Linked DNA regions of Mus musculus: region 2 is linked to region 1. A link is a contact called in public promoter capture Hi-C data. All regions are on one chromosome and are shown on one strand. The core of a region is the stretch at or near the end of the contact, and the rest is flanking DNA. Distances in the headings are between cores, read along the strand shown.

The links. Promoter capture Hi-C pulls out the DNA fragments that hold promoters and counts their contacts.
Region 2: a promoter capture Hi-C map of cranial neural crest shows a contact between it and region 1. The contact joins the promoter of Aff1 here to the promoter of Lin54 in region 1.

Annotation. Positions count from the first base shown.
Region 1 is chr5:100,498,473-100,503,144 of GRCm38.p6, reverse strand. Lin54 (lin-54 homolog (C. elegans)) reads left to right here and starts at 2,506. Exons shown (of 13, transcript NM_172714.4): 1 at 2,506-2,644.
Region 2 is chr5:103,752,042-103,756,713 of GRCm38.p6, reverse strand. Aff1 (AF4/FMR2 family, member 1) reads right to left here and starts at 2,552. Exons shown (of 20, transcript NM_133919.4): 1 at 2,369-2,552. The coding sequence starts at 2,385.

The DNA of each region.
Region 1 (4,672 bases), core at 1,257-3,756:
ATGGTTCACCAGATAAAAACATGTGGCCACATTCACGAAAATTTAAAACAACCCCACCCCCCAAAAAAAACCCTCCACAATTCTTAGTTTACATAAGCATGAGAGGAAAGTCATGCGTTGGATTTGGTTTATAAGCTTTCATGTGCCAACGCCTGCTCTTGGGGATGCTCTTTTATTAGGGAATGGTTCAAGAAGAAGCACACGGGCAAGTCTGACCAGTGACTCAGGAAGACATGTCATCTGAGGGCATGCTTAACTTGCTACTGAAAAGAGGTTCATGGGAGGAAGACCTTGGCTCTGTGGCCAACATGTGTGATTTGTGTGTGTTTTATGTGTTGCTGGGTACCAGCCATAAATCCTCAAGAACGAAGGCAAACCCTTCAGGATAGTTTCATGAAGAACAAGAACTAGCAGATGTCTCTGTTTTCTATGTTTGCTTTACTTTGTTTTTTGAGTCAGGTTGACCCCAAACTCTTGATCCTCCTGTCTTTCCCTCCCAGGCAGCATGCAGTGACTGAAATGCACACTGCTGCGCCCAGATGTGCCTTTGAAGATGTCATTTCTCTTCAGAATTAGTCTAGGAAAGCTAGCATTGAAAAATAAGAAAAGAATACTTTGTCCTATGTACTTTACACAGCGCGCAGAGAGTCACCAACCATGTGAACTGCTTTTGCTGAACTGTGACCTACGGTTGAAAGCAGTCTAGTGAATGTCAATATTGAACTACAATTAAACAGCAGATAGCTTTGGGGGCAACTTTTTGAGTTCCCAAGGCAGTAATGACAGCTCCAGAATTATTTATTTATATAAGACGAGCAGTTTGATTGGACAAGGGATCAATCCTTTGTGTGCACAGCTATTGACATGAGTTGGTTTTTTTGTTTTTTGTTTTTGACAGGGTTTCCCTGTATAGCCCTGGCTGTCTTGGAACTCACTTTGTAGACCAGGTTAACCTCGAACTCAGAAATCTGCCTGCCTCTGCCTCCCAAGTGCTGGGATTAAAGGCGTGCACCACCACTGCCTGGCTTCTGTTGCTGCTTTTTTGTTTGTTTGTTTTTTTATTTTATTTTATTATTTTTTCTGAGACAAGTTTCTTTGTGTAGCCCTGGTCGTCCTGGAATCTTGATTCAAGGAAAAGAAGGAAACAGTGTGTGTGTGTGTATGTGTCTTACTGAAAGATGCAGGCTGAGTGCTGGGCTCAAACTCCCAATCTTCTTCTTGCTTCAGCCTTTAAAAAGCTAGAATATGGAGGTGGGCCACCCTGCCCAGCTAAAAGCTTTATTTTATTCTTGATTTTATATGAATTGTATTTATTTTTAAGATTTTATTTTCATGCATATCTGTGTATTTGTTTGTGCCCTCAGAGTCGTGAAGAGGATGTTGGATTCCCTGAAACTGGAGTTACAGGCCTTGTAAGTCACCTGGTGTGGGTGCTGGGAGCTGAACTTAGGTCCTTTATAGGAACGGTACCGGGTCCTAACCATGGTCCTAAGCACGGAGACATCTGTCCAGTTCCTTCTAAGAATTATAATATTCAGCACAGTTGTTGAGTGTTATATAATGCATCACTGGATACCACAGTTCTTATATTCACTAATGTAAAACTGTCATTCTCCACATACATTAAACGCTATGTCATGGTGTGAGTTGTTTTGACCAGATTGCTGACACTGATAAGATTGTACTAGTCATTTTAGTCGTTGTAAAAAATCCACAGTAAACCCGGAAATGTTGCCCTTATTCCTTAGGTCCTGTTTTGTAGTAGTGGTATCAGAACTGTGTCAGCTTGGTGGAAGGAACTCAGAATTTTTCTACCAAGGTGAGGTGTGGAGGTGGGGGTTATCTAAATTTGGGGCCTCAGTCTCTCTGCCTTTTTTCTTCTAGTGATGCCCCCACAGTACCCCCAGGAATACTTGGTTGGAAAGCGATACCTTTAACTTATCTCCCGCCTCCTTCGTGTGGTTCCCCAGGTAGTTTCACGTTGTAAGGCCTTTTTAAAATTTAATATATATTTTTTATTTCTTGGATTTATAAATATCCCAGGAAATGAGATGACTGAATGCAAAGAATCCATATGTATCAGTATAAGGTGTGTTGCAAGACAAATTATCAAAAACTCCCTTTCAAGGTAACTCTGCGTGCTCTCTCAGGAGCTTTTAGGAGCCCCTTGCAACGTTCACGTCTAAACCCCAACAGATTTATTAACATTTGAGAAAGGATGCGGACTCTCTCTTCACTCAGGCGCATCACCAAGCGGGGGCGCGCTGGAAACCGCACTGACCGAGGTTTAGTCACAAAGCCAGAAGCACGAACCCACTTGGAGTTCCCCGCCTTCCCTTTGACGGAGGCCCCAGGAGCAGTCACGTGGAACCCCAGAGCGCTCCCCCAGCCCTGCGCAAAGACGCGACTCGGGTTGCCAGGGGGCGGAGCAGGGGCGCGGAAGGGGCGGGGCTCGGGCCGCCGGCGGGGGCGGGGCGGCGCGCGGGCGGGGCGGGGCGGCCCGGCGTATTATGGGATGCGGCGGTGGAATGGCGCTGGGCGTGATTTTGAACAAACCCGGGTCTGTGTTTCGGAGGCGCCGCCGCCGCGGCTGCTGGGAGCCCGGGGAGCGCGGCGCGAGAAGGAGGCGGCGCCGCCGGCTCGGGTGAGTGTCAGCTCCGGAGACCCGGGCTGAGCGGCGGGGACCGGCGCCGGGCCCGCGCTCGGGGCGAGCGGCGCGCGGGCGGAGAGCGCGGCGGCGGCTCCGGGCAGCCGGGCGGTGGGCCGGTGGGCCGCGGCGGACCGAGGGTTGTCGGGGCGCGGCGCGAGCGGCGGGCGCCGGAGAGCGCGGCTGTCAGTCGGCGGGCCGGCGCCGCCCGCCCCGCGCTCGGGAGGAAGGGCTGGGCGGCTGTTGACAGGCTCTCGGCGCGGCCCGGGAAGCGGCTGCCGGCCCCGGGCTTCTGGGAACCTGTTTTGCTGCTGTGTCATTTCGTACCAGCGCCTCCTTTCGCTGCTGCCCGGCGCCGCGTTCTTCCTACGCCCCTTTGTATGGACTCTTCTGGGTGTGTGTCCGTTTCCCTCGCGAAGCCCACCAGCCAAATGTCATAGTGTCCCCGCGGTGCACGGGGGAAGGGAGCGGGCTGGGACTCAGCCTGGTCAAGCAACGGTAAACAACCATCCGAGTGCCGGTGGACCCGGCTGTTGGTGGGGAATAAAGTTGAAAGATGGAGAAACTGGGAACCCCTTCCACGCTCAGCCTCTAGCGGGCTCTCGGTAGAAACGCGCCGGGAGTGGGTGGGAGACAGCCCTTGACTAAGCCTGAGCCTGCTGACTTTTATATGGAGGTGTCATTCAAACAAGGTAGGGAAATGAAATGGCTTCTGCTTCTTCCTTATTCTTAGGGAAACTTAAGACAGTAGATTAGCCTTGTCCACAACCCTGAGATTCAGCTTGCTGGTTTCTGTTAGGTCTTTAAGAGCTTATAGTATGACTGAATGATAAAGAATAAAGCTTTTGAACTGGCAATTAGTAAGGCTTTCTGAAGTCAAACAGCTAACTTTTGGAGGATGCTGGTCCTATTAAGCCTTGCAGCTTATATGTTCTTAATTCCTTACATGATTAATTACTTCTATTCCCTCTTGGGTGCTTATTAGACTACACCATGAGAGGAACTGGAAGGGGGTGGGAGATGGATAGGTTGTTCCGGAATCTTGTTCTAAAGCAAGCTGTTTTTTTCCCCCCTCTGCATTGAACAAGTGTTATCAGCAGCAGATGGTTTTTAATTTGGAAACTTAGATCCTAAAGTCAGTTGGCAAAGGGTTCTAGCGAAGAGCTGGATTTTCTATATGTTAGAAGTTGATGGTTATGAATGATAATAGAGTTGAATCAGTAATTTAAATTTAGTAGTACCTGAGTATCTTAAACCAACGACAAATTGACATAATGTTGTTCATGGGCAAAAATGGTCAAAGTTGAGAGGAAAACAGTTCAGAACTTTATTCTTAAAAATGAAGGGGAGAGGAGACCAATGTCTGCATGATCAGCGCCTGTAATTTAAGGATGTCCGAGAAGTCAGGCATGCATATAGAAATAGCCATACTGTCAACATAGTCCTATGAGTGGAGTAGAATGCCAGCGTTGGTGAGTGACGTTAAAGCTCTCCAGTGACTCTGAAATATACGTGAAACATGGTCTACCATCTCTCTCAAGTGTGTTTCTGGAAATGAAAGTTTGAGGTTTTACTGTTCTTGTGTCAGATTCCACACGGCTTGCCTTCCTAACCAACATCCAGGCCTTGGAATCCCGCAGGTATCACGATTCCCCGTGGCGTTCCTGCGGGTCTCCCGGGTGCCGAGTGTTTGGTATTGGGATGTTGGGTCTGGCATGACCCGCCGGTGAGCCCTAGAACCTCTCCCTCCCCCCTGAGTGCGTTTGAAGGTTGGCGGGGCGGACGGGAGGTTTCCCCGGATATGTGGGTGTGCGCTGCTCCGGAGGGCGGGCCGGGGCGGGAGCAGGAGGAAGGGGGAGGTGACTGGCGGCGGTGGCGGCGGCGGCTGGGGCTCGGCTGTCGGGGGAAGCTGCTGAGCTGTGATGGTGATGACGAGGTGAAAATGGCGGATCTTTCGAAATACAATCCCGGCCTCTGACATACCAGAGGCGGCGGCCGCGGCGACATCGCCACCCCGGCTCCCTC
Region 2 (4,672 bases), core at 1,303-3,802, 3.3 Mb before region 1:
TGCCAATAGTTTTATATCACAAAGAATGCTTCAGTTTCTCCTGAGTGCTTGGACTACACTCAAGGCAAAATTGAAGGGATGATTGCAACAGGGTAGATACTCAGCACTAGGGCTAAGAAAACACCAGGAAGGCAACCGTGATGGCCGTGTGGTTTTGTTTCTAGTGCCAGAGCTTGTGAGCCAGCCAGGAAAGCACAGCAGGGTCTTTGCTGCTGAGCTGAGCAGCCACGCTGATGACTTAGATTAAACATGCTGCACCAGAGCAAACTTAGCTGCAATCACTTTCGGGCTCTTCCTCTGAAGTTCTGCAGCTGGCACAGCAGAGGCAACAAGAAGCAGGAAGTGCTACACTGTAGAGACTACAGGGGTCCATCTGGGGTCAGGCAGGTTGCACCTGTGTGACCTTGAGCACGAAACCTGTGTGACCCGGCTAGGCCTCAGTTTCCTTAACTACCAAGGGCAAATAATCAAGCACTTGCTTGTCTGCTTAGGTGACCAAGAGGTAATCCAATTACAGCAGCCTACTGCTGTGTCTGGCATACACAGGACCCAGTTTATCTTTTATTTCATTTTACGTTCGACGTTAGTTTAAGAGTCAAGGAATTGGAACAATAGAACCAAGGTTCAAATCCCCATGCTCTGGCAGCTTTAACTATTTTATAAGAGGTACCTTAATCTCGGGCTGTATGCCAAGGGATCCTGAGGCAGCGTGATACATAAGGATACTTTCACAAGTAAATTATGTAATACAAAGGAAACAAATGATCTAGAAGAGTATCTACTAAAATACACCATTGACAAGGTAAGGACATAATAGTTTGGTTTGGTGGTGTTGAGACTGTTTCTCTGTGTAACAAACAACAGCTCTGGCTGTCCTGGAACTCTCCTTGTAGACCAGGCTTTCCCCAGAACTCACAGAGATCGCCCTGCCTCTGCCTTCTGAATGCTGGGATTAAAAGGTGAGCAAGGCTTTCCCCAGAACTCAGAGATCCTCCTGCCTCTGCCTTCTGAGTGCTGGGATTAAAGGCAAGTGCTGGGATTAAAGGCATGGGCAACCATATCCAGCTATAACATATTTTAATTACTAGCCATGAACGACAAACAGTTCCTTAATTTCAAGCAAATGGGAAACGTTAGAGATTGAAGACATCTGCAGTCACTGTAATATGAAAATCTACAGGTTCTGTTTGTGCTAAAAGCTAACGGTTGCTTTTTAGTTAAGATTTAGCAGAAGTTTGAGGTGCAACTTCTGTTCCCCTACTCCTCTGTCCCGTTAGGAACCCCTTCCTTCCAACACTCAATAAGATGAAGACACAACTAAGCCAAGTTGAGAGGATTAAACTTGTTTTTAAAGTAAGACACACTTAGAAGGTTTTCTGTTTAGAGAAGTTCCTTCTAGGAAGTTTTATCTCTTAGAAAAATTCAAGTTCTATCTACTCAGTCTCTAACGTTTACAAATCTACTGTTCTCCATGATCTTTAGACCTAAAATTACTAAAATTACCTCAGCTCAGCGTCCAGATATGTTACCAAATCACTATCCTAAATCAAGTATTAAGGCTAAAGAACATTTCCATAATTGTAAACTTGTGCAATCACACTGCCTTCTGGCATAAGTTTTGAAAAGGTTCGACGGGTCCTGTTTTCCGTAACCAACAGCTGTAGAGACCGAAGCGCGATGACACCCAACAGCCTCAATCTTGGGCACCGGTGTACGGCCAAGTTTTAAGGCTCCTTTCAAAACCTTCAAACCCGGGAGAAGGCAAGACTCGGTCCTTGCAGTACAGGGCACTCCCCTGACAGCAACTGCGGGTCATTAGCCAGGCTCCCCTTCACCAACCCAGCGCATTCCGGCCTTTGCCTACTCAGCAGATTCACTCTGACTGTGCCGTTTTATGTGGAATCGTACATTCTAGCAGGAAAAAAAAAAAAAAAAAAAAAAAAAAAAAAAAAAAACTATATTACTCACCAGGCTCCACCACTCTCTCGTGGGAGAATCCTCGTTTCCATTAAGTGCGCTTCCAAATTTCTTTGGAAGACGCCAAACCAGCAACGAGTAGAGCCGGAGGATTGTGCACAGGCACCTCAGTGAAAATCCAGGCTCCGGCAGGAGAGAAACCAACTTCACTTTCCGAAAATAACAGTTCTTCGGGCCAGAAGCGGAATCTTTAACCTTAACTTTCCGGGCGGTCCCTTTGCACTCGGTTCACACACTTTTCTACCCGACACTCAGGGATGAGATAGCAGTGATCCAGCCGCTGGCTTCCTGCGGTCCCCGCCCCCCCCCCCCGGCACTCCCACCCGCGCCGCCCTTGCCCCGGGCTCCGCGGCCACTCCCGGGTCCCAGACGCCCCCTGCGCAAGCCTCACCTGGAATGGGCTGCCATGGCTCGGCTCACACTGCCTGGCGTCCCAAATCCATCTGCGCGCTCGCCCCGCAGGCTCTCTCGCCCGCGCCGCTCTCAGCGTCGGCCGCAGCCGTCGGCGATACTGCCCCGCAGACTCTGCGCTCTCGGCAGCCGCGTCCTCAGCTCTGTGTCCTCAGCACCGCCTCCGCCCCCCGGAGCCTCGGCTCGCGCCGAGCCTGACGGACATCCGGGCACCGGGGGCAGCCGGGCGAGCCGCACCTCCCTGGAGCCCAGGGAGCGGCGATGCCCGCCGCCCCGGGGCACTGTCGGGTCACCAGAGACCAAGGGGTGCGTCCGCACCGCCCGCTGCGGGGTCCCGGCTCCCAGTTCGCCCGCACTTCGGGGGCGATGTGCGCGGCGCTGGGCTCCCCTCGAGGTGCCCGAGCTCGCCGGGACCCCCCCGCAGGCGCCGCGGTGGTACGGCCCGCCTCCTTTTAAGGGCAGCGCGCACCTCCGCCGCCGCCGCTGCCCCCAATTCGGCTGTGTTCAAACGCGCGCTACAGAGATCCCCGCGCTCGGGCTGGGACCTCAGGGTCCTGCTGCCGTGGGGATGTGCTGGGAGTGGGAGCATCGGATCACTGCCTTCGCTGCTTCTGGCCGCTGCTGCGGGGCTTGCCATCGGAAACATCAGGGATCGGCTAGCAACCCTTCTTCAACTTTGCTTTCAGTTTTGAAAGTGCCCAGAAACAAGTGTTTATACGACTTCCCTCTTCGAGGCAACATGCGATTACACAGAAGACAGCCATTCAGGGAAGTCCCCTAATAAATTAAAAGAATTGCTTCCCCTCCACCCCACCCCACCCCACCCCCCGCAAACAAAAACCATGATGCAAACCAACGTAAACGCTCGAAAGCACAATCGAAAATTGCGTCAACTCAGACACAGGAAAGACACCAGGCTTTGCCTGGGAAGCGGCTGAAAACAACGATGGGCAGAAAGGCAGGGAGAAGACTTAACAGGGGCATCCCGGAGGACCAGCCTGCTGCTGGAAGGACACTTTCTTGGTGCGCTCCGGGTTCGACCCGGGACTCACCACATTATATTGCTCATGTAACTGATTGCCCAGTTTCTAAATACCGCAAGTTTCCAGATTCCGGTAGTCCCTCTCAGAGGTCAGAACTACTTACATAAGAACACAAGACAAAGCTTGTCTTTCACTCCCCTGGCTTTAGCTCTGATGGTGGAGAACGACTGACGCCTTCGCAGGAATGAAGGCTGTGGTGGCAAGTGAGACAAGTTGCCAGACACTGCTTTCTCCACCACCTACAGTAGTAGTTTGGAGAACTCGTGTACTTTAGGAATGCCCTTGATGAACTAACTAGTCCTTTGAATTTTGACTCTGAAATGCGGGGTTTTTCCCTCTGTCTCTATGTCAGTCTCTCTGTCTCTCCTCCCTCCCTCCTCCTCCTTGTGACAAACGGGAAGTGCACAGAAAGCACTGTTCTGTTCTAAGCTCACAAGCACAGCACCAGTCCTGAAGATGAGTGTGAAGTGACTGGAGAGAGAAACCAACCAGAAACTAGCTGGTTTTTCATAGACCATGTCTCCTAGAGATAACAATTCGCACGCTTCTGACTTGGGCATCTGGCAAGTCTCTCTTCTAGGAAAACAACTTTCAGTGTTTATTGCAAAGATAAGGTTTTACCTTCAGAGCTATAGGGGAAGCTTGCTACAGGTGAGACAGTTTCCCATACTGTCAGACCAAGGTGAGAGGGAAGGACTCACTGCTTGACTTAAGGAGCAATGGGTTCCAAATGACAATATGTGATGCTACAAAAACATGCCTGAGGGCTGGAGAGAGGGCTCATCTGCTCTTCCAGAGGTCCCAGAGTCACTTTCTAGGTTCCACATTAAGTAGCATCCATGTTCCCTTAGCTGTCTTTAACTCCAGTCCCAAGGGATCAGAAGCCTTCTTCTGTTTTCAGGAATCAGGCACACATGTGGCATATAGATATACATAGACACAGAACACCCATACACATGCAAATAAGTAAATAAAAATTCAGGGGGCTGGAGAGATAGCTCAGGAGTTAAGAGCACTGACTGCTCTTCCAGAGGTCCTGAGTTCAATTTCCAGCAACCACATGGTGGCTCACAACCATCCGTAATGGGATCTGATGCCCTCTTCTGGTGTGTCTGAAGGCAACACCAACGTACTCATATAAAATAAATAAATCTTAAAAAAAAAAAATCTAGGGGGCTGGAGAGATGGCTCAGTGGGTAAGAGCACCCGACTGCTCTTCCGAAGGTCCGAAGTTCAAATCC